Regions from separate parts of the Mus musculus genome. Here regions 2, 3 and 4 are each linked to region 1. The links are chromatin contacts, called in public HiChIP or PLAC-seq and promoter capture Hi-C maps. All regions are on one chromosome and are shown on one strand. Each heading gives the region's core, a stretch centred on a gene start, on an enhancer-like site or on the middle of the called end of the contact. The rest is flanking DNA. Distances are from core to core; before and after follow the strand shown.

Evidence for each region. HiChIP or PLAC-seq counts read pairs in DNA pulled down with a chosen protein or histone mark. Capture Hi-C pulls out chosen DNA fragments and counts their contacts.
Region 2: a promoter capture Hi-C map of liver shows a contact between it and region 1, with 4 times the contacts expected there. The contact joins the promoter of Ing2 here to the promoter of Cyp4v3 in region 1. A contact is called at or near these places in 2 of 39 promoter capture datasets (the 3T3-L1 cell line and liver), 1 of 115 datasets of contacts at active chromatin or transcription factors (bone marrow-derived dendritic cells) and 2 of 9 other capture datasets (adipose tissue and liver).
Region 3: a contact with region 1 is called in an H3K27ac HiChIP or PLAC-seq map of bone marrow-derived dendritic cells, with 21 times the contacts expected there. The contact joins the promoter of Cdkn2aip here to the promoter of Cyp4v3 in region 1. A contact is called at or near these places in 1 of 484 Hi-C or Micro-C datasets (LSK cells), 1 of 115 datasets of contacts at active chromatin or transcription factors (bone marrow-derived dendritic cells) and 1 of 9 other capture datasets (liver).
Region 4: a promoter capture Hi-C map of adipose tissue shows a contact between it and region 1, with 7 times the contacts expected there. The contact joins the promoter of Wwc2 here to the promoter of Cyp4v3 in region 1. A contact is called at or near these places in 1 of 39 promoter capture datasets (liver), 1 of 115 datasets of contacts at active chromatin or transcription factors (bone marrow-derived dendritic cells) and 1 of 9 other capture datasets (adipose tissue).

The regions. Positions count from the first base shown.
Region 1 is chr8:45,331,805-45,334,504 of GRCm38.p6, reverse strand. It overlaps Cyp4v3 (cytochrome P450, family 4, subfamily v, polypeptide 3), which reads left to right and starts at 1,342. Exons shown (of 11, transcript NM_133969.3): 1 at 1,342-1,740. The coding sequence starts at 1,527. All of the region lies in intron 3 of Gm30504 (a long non-coding RNA gene), which reads right to left.
Region 2 is chr8:47,673,808-47,676,507 of GRCm38.p6, reverse strand. It overlaps Ing2 (inhibitor of growth family, member 2), which reads left to right and starts at 1,349. Exons shown (of 2, transcript NM_023503.3): 1 at 1,349-2,002. The coding sequence starts at 1,828. AA386476 (expressed sequence AA386476) reads right to left here and starts at 1,117. Exons shown (of 1, transcript NR_166692.1): 1 at 1-1,117.
Region 3 is chr8:47,712,667-47,715,366 of GRCm38.p6, reverse strand. It overlaps Cdkn2aip (CDKN2A interacting protein), which reads left to right and starts at 1,436. Exons shown (of 3, transcript NM_172407.3): 1 at 1,436-1,847; 2 at 2,349-2,479. The coding sequence starts at 1,597.
Region 4 is chr8:47,989,233-47,991,932 of GRCm38.p6, reverse strand. Wwc2 (WW, C2 and coiled-coil domain containing 2) reads left to right here and starts at 1,389. Exons shown (of 23, transcript NM_133791.5): 1 at 1,389-1,867. The coding sequence starts at 1,737.

The sequences.
Region 1 (2,700 bases), core at 93-2,592:
GTATATTTTGCTTCGTCATTTGTTTTCTTTTGCTCTTTCACTTAATGTTTTATGAACTTCTTTTCCTGACAGTACACACCAGATGGCTCTTTTGTAAAAAGTAACTGCAGGGGTGGGCAACATGGCTCAGCTGGCCAAAGAGCTTGACACCAAACTTGACCACTTGCGTTTGAGCCTCCAAAACCACATGGTGGGTTGTTGTCCTCTGATCTCCATGCTTGCATACAGTTTAAAAAGAATGTAATACGTTTTTAAAAATTCAACTGAGGAAAGCCCTAGATGTGCTTTCTTCAGGTCCCAGAGGCCACACGGGTGTTTGTGGGCACACCATGCAGTCTCTGTATGAAAATAACATTCTCAAGAAAATGAGAATCCAGGGCATCTGTGGATTTCAACTTTCTTGGCACTCTCCCCAGTGTGCAGTAGGCAAGGGCACTTCTCATCCTGCCCTTTGGTAAGGACAATGGGGTGTAGAACAGGGACTCCTGTTCAGGCTGGAGACCTCCATGGGTAGCTAGTAAATAACTTTGCTAGCTTCTTCTTTCTGGCCTTTCCCTTTCTGCAGGCTTGGCATTTTAGCTTCACTTTGACTGTGCCCCATTACTGTTGCCAACCCTCCTCATAGCATGCCTTCTTCCACCCACTTCTGAGCCCCTCCATCCCCACCCTTGTTCTCTCTAGTTCTGGCTTTCCTTGATCAGAGAATGTTTAGGGAAGTGCTAGACTGTGTTCTCCTTTAGTTCTGGTGATTCAGTCTGTCAGCTGACACTCACTGGATACGTGGCTTCCCTAAACTTCTAGGTCATGGGAAGGCGGTTGCTGTGCCGGACCCTGAAGCAGGGGCCAGAGTGTGTCCGGTGCCCCTGGGCAACCGGCCCTGCCCTAGGGCAGCAACTGATGCAGGTTTGCGCAAGGGCTAGTTGAATTTAGAATTCCAAAAACTGCCTTTCGACACCGAGGACTCTTCATTTGAATTTTTTAAAACAGACTGCTTATGAGATCTGTAATCCTTCCACAAAGCAAGGGAGTTGCAAAATTCTTAACAGCCCACATTAGCCGGCCCTAGGGTGTCCGGAACTGGCGATGCGAATTTCTAGTTTCTTCTCCATCCCGAAGCTACCCTAAATTCGACTTCCTCCGCCATCCTCATCTTTCCACACCGTGAGCTTTCACGTGCATTCTGAACTTCAGAGCTCAGAAGTTGTTCCGGTCTTTCGCTTTCGCCTTGAACCCCAGTGGCTGGCGCGTAGTACGCAGACTCGTGCAGGGCATCACAACAAACCTGCGGGAGCTTTCCCCGCCCCCTCGGAAAGTTTGTCCCCAGGGCGTGGTGCAGACGCTACAGATTTTCCCAGCTCCAGAGCTGGAAGATCTGAGAGGACCTGGTGTGCCCCGGGGGTTCTTTTTCCTGAGCCCTGAGCCGGGAGCTTGGAGTTCCCGAATTTGTCCCTCCCTCCTCTGCACCCGGCAGCGACTGGTCGCCACCTTCTCACTGGCAATCCAGAGGGAAGAGGGGAATCAGAGAGATGTTGTGGCTGTGGTTAGGGCTCAGTGGGCAGAAACTATTGCTTTGGGGCGCAGCGAGCGCGGTCTCCCTGGCCGGCGCCACTATCCTGATCAGCATCTTTCCGATGCTGGTAAGCTACGCGCGGAAATGGCAGCAGATGCGGTCAATCCCGTCGGTGGCCCGCGCCTACCCCTTGGTGGGACACGCGCTTTATATGAAGCCCAACAACGCAGGTATGTGTATGTACAAGGAAGTGTCTACTCCGTCTACTACTCTAACTAAGGCTGTTAGGCGCCTCGTCAGTCAGAGACACCTATTTAATGGACTGCTCCCACTCCCTCCCAACTTTTTCTTGCCACAATTGAGGTCTTCACATCCCTCAGACCTGCTAGGAGAAAGAAGAAATCTTCCAACCTCCACACCCCCACCCCTCCAACTCACCCTTACCCTCCAGGGAGTAAGTTCCTAATTCTCCCCATACCCATTTCCACTCTAGTGCCTGCCAAATTGCTTTGTGCCTCCCATCCTATAACGAGCATAGCAAACATACATATGTGTATATAGCATGTGTGTATAGAACAGGTTACAGTCTTTCCAAGTAAAATTAATTGATTGATATGCAGTTAAAATCCTCTTGGCCTTTGTAGATCAATCCTTCTGAGGAAGTCTTTCAAGGCCACTTCAGCAGACTCTACTGCCAAGGGCCTTGAAGTAAATTTATATGGCTAGGTTCAAAAATCTTACTTATTGGAGAGGTTTTTGTCGTTATTGTTGTTGGTGGTGTTTTTTAAACCTGAAATAATTTTAAAGAAATGTTTTATGCAAAAAAATTTTGTTCTTTTGCTTTAGAAAAATACCTAAAGTCAGAAAGTTCTTAAAAATAGTGGTATCTGTGGTTCCCTGTTAGAGATAGTGTATTCAGTCTTAACACTTAATCTTCATGGCTGTGTAAGCCTGGACATCCAGAACTGAGAAGAGACTTCCAGATGGCACATTTTAAAAGAACCTACACCAGATCCTACCTTTTCTTCAGATTAACTATTAATAGTTGTTTTACGGGCTGACCATCAATTTTAAATCTTCTTTAATATAGGTTTTAATATAGTTGCATCTCATTTTATTTTTAAATTTTTTATTGGTTATTTTCTTTATTTACATTTCAAATGTTATCCCCCTTTCCGGTTTCCCCTCCA
Region 2 (2,700 bases), core at 100-2,599, 2.3 Mb before region 1:
ATTAACACATTAGTTCCCAGGCCTTCCAATATAGCCCTTGTCCTCAGGACGCCGAATTCCGCGTTGTGTTTTGTCGAAATCCAAATTTTCATCTAGACCAGGACCTAGGTTTCCCTTGGCATCCCAACAGCTGCTTAATATACCCCACTGTATGAAAGTGTGCTGAACAGGCCGGGCAACAGGTATAGCGCTGCAAACCGGGCAAGAGCACCCAAACTTAGCACTCTGGCGTTTTCTCTCTTCTCATTCAAAGACGCCGCTCCCATTGGGCATCTCATCTGAATTAAGCGACTACTCTTTCTTATACCTATTTCGGTTGGGGGGGGGGGGGAGAACCAAAACCAAAACAGCTCACATATTTATATACATTCCGGAAGTCTATCCGTAATTACAGTGAGCTCCTCCTACCGGCATTTCACTGATGGTACTGGGGGAGTAAGGCGGATAATCCCTCACACGGAAAGCACCGCACTCGGTGGTTGATCCGATTTCTAATCCCATCTGCACTGATCCCCTGCTGGCTAGTGGTGAAGCCGAGTGAAAAGACAGTGAGGACTGTGTGTCCTCGCTGGCGGGTGATGCCTAGGCGATTCGACATCTGACAACAGTTTCCTTAAGATGGTTTGGGACTGGGGACCGGGGCGGCGTGCAGCCTTGCCACCTCCCTAAACCAAACTCTTAAGCGCGAGGAGGGGGAGCAGACCCTGAGAGCCACCCCGGCGCTGGGGGGTGGAGGGGCCGCACGCAAGGCGGGGAGTCCGCATTTAAAAGGGCAGAGGGCGCACCGCCTACCTCCGCGGTCCGCCCCGGTGCTCCGGGACCGTGGCCGCGGGGCGCTCGGCGGGAAGTCGCCGCGCATGCCCGGAGCCGCGCCCGCTGCACCCTGGGTCGCCTTAGTTCCCCCTCAGGCCTCACTCGGCCAGCGGCGCCCAGGGGCCGCTCGCTGCTGTCTTGGAGGCTCGCGAGGGAGGCGCTGGATCCGCCAGATGGAGGCAAGGTCGGTAACTCGGGGCCGAGCGAGCCGAGCCGGCGCTTCCTATCCCTGTAGGGGAACAGAAACGAAGAGAGCGGTCGCCCGGCCTCTCGGGGGCAACCGTCAGGACTTCGGTCGAAGGGGGCAGGCTCAGCCATGCGGTCCCTTTAAGAGGGGGCGGGGCGCGGCCTGCCGTTTGGCCGGCCTCCGCACCCTCCCCCCGCCCCCAGGCGAGAGCTGACAGACCAATCGCCCGGGTGGCGCAGGGAAGGCGGGAGAATGCGAACTCTTCGGTAGGACGATAGGGGCGGGGCCCCAGCCTTATTAGGAGTGAGTGCTGCGCAGGCGCAGATGCGGTCGCTGGCCAAGGGGCGGGGACTAGTCCTGTGAGACTCCGACAGGCACGGAGGCTGATAGAGAGGCGAGAGGGTAGCGAGGGGCTTGTCACGGGGATCCGGGCGACCGGGCAGCCCCGGTAGTGTCTGGGGAGTCCCCGGGGGGGACAGCCAGCGTCGCTGCCTGGGAGCCCCGGCGCCATCGGCCGCGGGGAACCCCGCTGCTCGCTCTCCTAGAGAGGGAGGGGGCCGGAGGGAGCCCCGGTCTCGCCCCGCCCCTGGGCTTGTTACCGCGGGGGCGGGGAGTAAGGGCTTCTTCTTGGGGGAGTGGAGATCGGGGGACTCGGCGGTGCCCTCTCGAGCGGCGGCCGTGTCCCCGCGGCGCCGGGCTGCCGAGCGGAGGAGCGGCGGTCGTGGCTGTTGCATGTGTGGCTGCTGGATGCGGAGGCGGCGGCGGCGGCGGCGGCGAGGAGCAGCAGCAGCGGCGGCGGCGGCGGTGGTGGTGGTGGCGGCGGCAGGATGTTAGGGCAGCAGCAGCAGCAGCAGCTGTACTCGTCGGCCGCGCTCCTGACCGGAGAGCGGAGCCGGCTGCTCTCCTGCTACGTGCAGGACTACCTGGAGTGTGTGGAGTCGCTGCCCCACGACATGCAGAGGAACGTGTCGGTGCTGCGGGAGCTGGACAACAAATACCAAGGTACTTTCCCTTCTTTCGGGTGACAGTGTGCGCCGAGTGCACCGAGCGATCTGGTGTGTGGGGCCGGGAAGCGGTTGTGTGTGTGTGTGTGTGTGTCTGGGTGGGGGGACGGCACAGCACACTCGCGGCCCTCCCTGTCCCGGCTGCGGCTGACGAGGACTTCCGAGGACCGCCCGTCCGTCAGCCCCCGTTGCAGCTCCGGCGGCTGGCTGCAGCTGCCGCGGACGGGAATCAGCCATTTTTAAGCGAGCATTTGTTCCGGTGCCTGCCGGTTGGGTGCCGCACACTGTCCTGCCCGGGGCTGGAGAGTGTGCAACGAGCAGGGTTGCGGGGCTGGACCGGGGTGCTGGGCCTGCTTAGCCCCTTGCCTGCTGGGGCTCCCTCCGTCTGCGAGCAGATGCATTGGAACGTATGGGGGGGAGGGGGCGAGAGGACGGCGGAGGTGGACTCGGGAGATGCCTCTCCCCCCACCCCCACCCCCCTCCAGCTCCCGGCGTGGCGCGGGACTGGGACGGTCTGTGCTTCCCTCTCGCCCCGGGGAAAGTTCCGGGCCGCCCGGTGTCTCACTCAGCCCTTCTTCGGCTACTGCCAAATGGTTAAAGGGGGAGGGGTTCCCCCGCAGGGCGAGACGGAGAAGGGGTGTGTGTGTTGTGTATGTGTGTGCGTCCGTGTGTGTGTGTGCGTGTGTGTGTGAGTGT
Region 3 (2,700 bases), core at 187-2,686, 2.4 Mb before region 1:
CTTTTGTGGAGTCCTGAAACTAGCTCTGTAGACCAGACTGGCCTCAACTCACAGAGATCCCCCTGCCTCTGCTCCAGAGTGCTGGAATTAAAGGGGTGCTTTGTCTCTCCTTGCCAGTGTGGCCTCTTTGAAAGCCTTTTCCTGCTTTCCACTACTAACGTGTCCCTTCTAATTGCCTTATTGGAGCTGAACAGTGTTGGGGCACAGGCCCATGGCTATCAAGTTTAGTAACCAAATGACTGAATTTTTGCGTGATTATTCTGATTTAAGCATTTTCACAACAAAACGCAAAAATCTATTGAGGGAAAATTCAATTACATAATTTATCACTATCTCATATTATTACATTGATCCTTTGATTTATTGACACATACCTAGACTTGGAAATGTTAATAAACACGCCAGAAAAAAAAATCCATGGGTTGGAGAGATGGCTCAGTAGTACGAGATCTTAGAGAAGACCTCCAGCACCCACAGGGCGCTGGGTTCAATTCCCAGCACCCACAGGGCGCTCAAAATCCTGGGTCAACTCAACTCCAGGAGAGCCATTGCTCTCTTGCCTCCAAGGGCACCAGGCCCACACATGTAGCACAGACACACATGCAAGCAAAAAATCGAACTCATAAAACAAAACAAAACAAATGCAGAAGCAGTTGCTCTTGAGGACTGAGGCCAGGACGAGATAAGCAGATACATTTCCATTTTGGTCCAACCGGGATTAACAGTTAAAACCAGTTGGCACGGGGTCATTTATAGTTCGGGGACCAAAAGCGTTAAGGGAGAGGAAGCGGGTTGAACCAGGAACTTAAGAAACCGCGGAAACCCAGCCAGATCGTGGGGCGCAAGCGCAAAGGCCTGGTTTCAAAGAGCCGGTTAGATCCAACTGGAGGAGCCGCTTGTGCTCGTCGTTAAGTTACAACCGTGCTCGGTACTTTTATTGTCCCCATCCCACAAGGCATCCGCAGGTCCCCAAACGCCCGGAGACCTTCCGAGCCTCGGGCCCAAGGGTTCAGCGGCTTTCGCGGCAGGGCGCAGGCGCGGAAGCCAGCTTTTGTTTATTTTGGCCGCGTGCGACCGCGAGCGTCCGAGGGCGGAACGCGCAGGAGGGGCGGGGCGGCAACTCGGACGCCTCCAGGTCTCCGCGCTCCGCCCGCTTTGTCCCACCGCCCCCCTCTCCCGGCCCCCCGGAGCGCGGCGTCACAAAGCGCCGGCGGAACGCCCCAGCGGCCGCCCCTAGGCGCCGAGGGCGGGGAGGGCCGCTGGCCGCTGAAGTCGCCTCGGCCCCGCCTCCGCCGGCGCGACCGCCGAGCGAGTCGCTGGCGACTGGGCGCTGCAAAGCATCCTGGGAGGACGCGCTCGCGCCGGAAGGTCGCGTGTGCGCGCGGCGGCAGCGGCGGCGGCGAGGTTATAAAAGGGAGCGAGGCGGTGGCCGGCGGAAGTGGGCGGTTCGTCGGCGCCTTGTTCTGTTGTTTGGGGTTTGGGCTCCTGGAGGGGCGTTCTCGGGAGGGCCGCCGGTGCAGGCCGCGCTGACACAGGGCCGCTTCGCCCCCGGGGCTCCGTGCGCTTGCGCTCTCCCCGTCCCGCAGGGTCCCCAACATGGCGCAGGAGGTGTCCGAGTACCTGAGCCAAAACCCGCGGGTAGCCGCCTGGGTGGAGACGCTGCGCTGCGAGGGCGAGACGGACAAACACTGGCGCCACCGCCGGGAGTTTCTGCTTCGCAATGCCGGGGACCTGGTCCCCGCCACCGACGAGACTGCGGACGCGGAGAGCGGAGCCCGCACTCGGCAGCTCCAGCAGCTGGTCTCCTTCTCCATGGCCTGGGCGAACCATGTCTTCCTAGGGTGCCGGTGAGTGGAGGGAGCGTCGCTCTCCAGCCAGCCTTCCGGGCTTTGCTCCACGCCCCCTGCCGCTGGCCGGGGAGCGCTTTCGCGGGGACCGGCGACGCTGGGGAGGGCCGCTTGGGAAGCGCGGGAATCGGTGTGACACTGTGGGTCCTCGGAGGGAGAGCAGGAAGGGCGTCCGGGGCTGTCCCCGACCTCACAGTTGCCGGGCGTCCGGGTGGTATGCGCCCGGCAGATGGAGTTGTTGGTGCTTAGCTGACAGTATCTGCCCGGGAGACCCCGAGTTTAAAGGTTCCCTGGCACAGACCCGCCTCCCGAGCCCTTAGGGCATTCGTCTGGGCCATCTTCGATTGTCGCGCGGTTCGTACACTTTGATCACGACCAGGAAATGCAGTCTGCGCACTCCTGCATTCCTCACGCTGCCAGTACTTTCGGAAAAAAAAAAATAAAGCATAACAACAACAAAAACAAACCACTTCTTGAGAGCGACTTTTGCTTCTTTTTCAGGTACCCTCAAAAAGTTATGGATAAAATTCTTAGTATGGCTGAAGGCATCAAAGTGACAGATGCTCCAATCCATACCACACGAGACGAACTGGTTGCCAAGGTGAAGAAAAGAGGGATATCAAGTAGCAATGGTTAGCAGATCATAGATGTGAACATACATAGGAGTTTAGAAAATATGCTTTATAAAATTAGGAATCGCTGTCATTACTAATTTTTTTTAACAATCCAGAATGTGTATGCTGTATTAATCTAGTTAAAATGTTAAAGCTACACTGTGTGTGTATGTGTGTCTGTCTGAGTCTGTCTGTCTGTTTTGGTGCTGAATTTGATTAACTTTTAGATTTTCAAGTCC
Region 4 (2,700 bases), core at 140-2,639, 2.7 Mb before region 1:
AAAATGTCCTGCCCAATGCTAGGTCCTGAAGTTATTACATTGGCAGGTCTGGTTAAGGGAATTCAGACCAAGAGGTGAAGGATTGAGCTCTGGGGCCTTTCTTCCTAAAATCTGCCATTTCAAAAGCATCTGCTTAGAGGCCTGGGAGAATATTGACAAGGTTGGCAATGCACAGCAGGCTGTAAAGGTTGAGGACGAAAGGCTATTTCTCAGACTGAGGACAAGGGACACTGCAAGCTTAGTGTCTTGACTCTGCCAAGGCTTTGTCGTCTTAGGAGTCTGACATCCGGCTCCTACCCAGGGCCGATCAGCACTTAATAGCTAAATAAATAAATGTTTGTGAGAGATCTACACCTCATACCAGATGGACCCTTGATCAAGCAAAGTGTGGCCACTGACTCCCGCCTTGGCCCCCTTCCGAGTGATTATTAACCCCTTCTGCCACCCCACCCCCCACCCCCGGTCCGGGACTGGGGTGGAGAACTTCCCGGGACAGAGAGTTGGAAGGAAGGGACTGGATAGTGGACGCAGCCATGTCCCTTGGATTTAAACCCAGAAGGGGACGCCAGATGCACAGGGCCCTGACCCCGCCAGTGCAGCCCCCTGACCCGGCGGGGCAGCACCGGTGATTCGGACCCCTAGGGCCCGCGCGGGGCTGACTGGCGGCGACAGTGGCGGGGTGGCCCTGTCGCTTCTAAGGATCAGGCCGGAGTTGCCCCGTGGGCCACTGGGGCGGACATGTCGCAGCTCTCATGGATAGGGACCCGCCTTTACTTTGCTCCCTTAGGCCCGCGAGGCCCTGGTGAGGTCACCGAGGGCCAGACTGAGCAGAAGGCTCGGGGGCGCCGCGGCCCCGGACACGCCCCGGACACACTCCCAGCGCTTTTTGCACACTTCCCCACCGCCGGGAACAGCCAAGGCACGGGGCGCGGCGTGGGGGGGGGGGGGTGGGGGGGGTGGGGGCGTTCTGTGCCCTTACTGTTTGTTGGGACTTCTTCCCAGGACAGCATTCCCCACCCTTTCCTCTCGAAAGTCTTGTGGTTTCCCTAGAAGACGGAAAGAGGTTGAGAAGGTTGCAGACTTTTTTTTCTTTGGCTTCTTTTTCCATCCAGAAAGCCCTCTAAATCCCCAAAGGGTCTGGCGGAGAGGGGACATCTCGGGCTGCAGAGGAGGGAGCGAGCTGTGCATTCCTCCGCCCTACCGCCTCCCACCTGGCCTCGTCGCTCCCCTCCCCCGCCCGGGCTCAGCCCCGCGTCCCGCCGCGGCCGCCCCGGCAGCTGCAGGGTTAAGCTCAGGAATGTGGCGGCGAGGAATGTGCATGCAGATGAGGCGGGCGCGGGGCGGGCCGGGGGCGGAGCGCATGCTAATCGCATGCAAATGAGCAGGCCAGTCGCCGCCGGGCCGTTGCTCCGCGGAGCTTCCCGGATCCGAGCCCAGACGGCGTCGGCCGGGGCAGCCTGGGCGCCGCGACCCTCGGCGGCCACAGGGGGACGGGGAGGAGGAGGAAGAGGCGGAGGCAGCGGCGGCAAGGAGGAGGAGGAGGGCTCGCTCGTCTGTTCCGACGCAGACATGGTGGACTGATCTCCGGCAGGGCTGAGAGCAGGGATCCCCGAGGCTTCCCCGCGCGTAGCTCGCCGTGCCCCTCGCCCCGCACGCCCCTCGCCGGCACCCGCGTTCCCGCCGCGCCCCGCGCCCGGTCCCTATGGAGGCGCCGCTCGCCGGCGAGGCCGCCGACCATGCCTAGGAGGGCCGGGAGCGGGCAGCTGCCGCTACCCCGGGGCTGGGAGGAGGCCAGGGACTACGACGGCAAGGTTTTCTACATCGACCACAACACCAGGAGGACCAGCTGGATCGACCCCCGGGACAGGTGGGTGGCCGGGCCCCGGCCGGGTGCGGGGACCCGCCTCGGGAAGTGCTGCGGTGGCTGTTGTCTGGGAGACCTGGAGGGCGCCGGGGGCGTGGGGCGTCGCCGGCCCTGCACCCCCCGAGGGGCTCCGGGGTAGGCGCGGGACGGTCGGCCTAGGCGCGGCTGTATCTGCCCGCCAGGCGCCCCTTCTTGGGCCCCATTGCCCACTGCCTTCCCCACACCCCTCGGGGACTTGTAGACACTCCCTGTCCCAAGGGAAGGGCCGGATTGGTGCCCTGGGTTGGCACCCTGAGTCCAGTTAGCCGGCTCAGGGTGTGTGTGTGTGGGTACTTGACCCCTCTCTAGACCTCCTGTGTGCTGTTTAAAGTTGGTCAGATGGAGGGAGAGGGCACCTTTCGACCTCTGAGGCACGCTGAGCTCGGGGCCTCCCGGAGGCCTAAGTGATGGTGAATTACTAGTCATCTGGGCCACCTGTGGCATCTCTCCTGCCTTACATACCTAGCTCCTGGGCACTGACTGCAAGCTTTTCCTAGGGCGCACCCCGAACCATGTCCTAGGGTCTGAACGTGGAGAGAGGGTCCCACTCCTGGCTCGACCTTCGTAGCTTTGCCCCTAAGATTAAAAAAACAAACCACTGTTTTGGAGTTTTGCTTCTAACCGTGGTTCCTCACCTGGAAACCTGGTCAGATTTTCCTTGTGAAGTGGCACGGAGACTGGAAGGGAACCTTGACCACAGCTGTGGGTAGCCCAGACTTGAAGCTTAGCCTAGTTTTTGCACAGCGATATAAGCATTTTGTTCTTACCTGGAGAGCTGAATGAAGCAAACAAGAGAT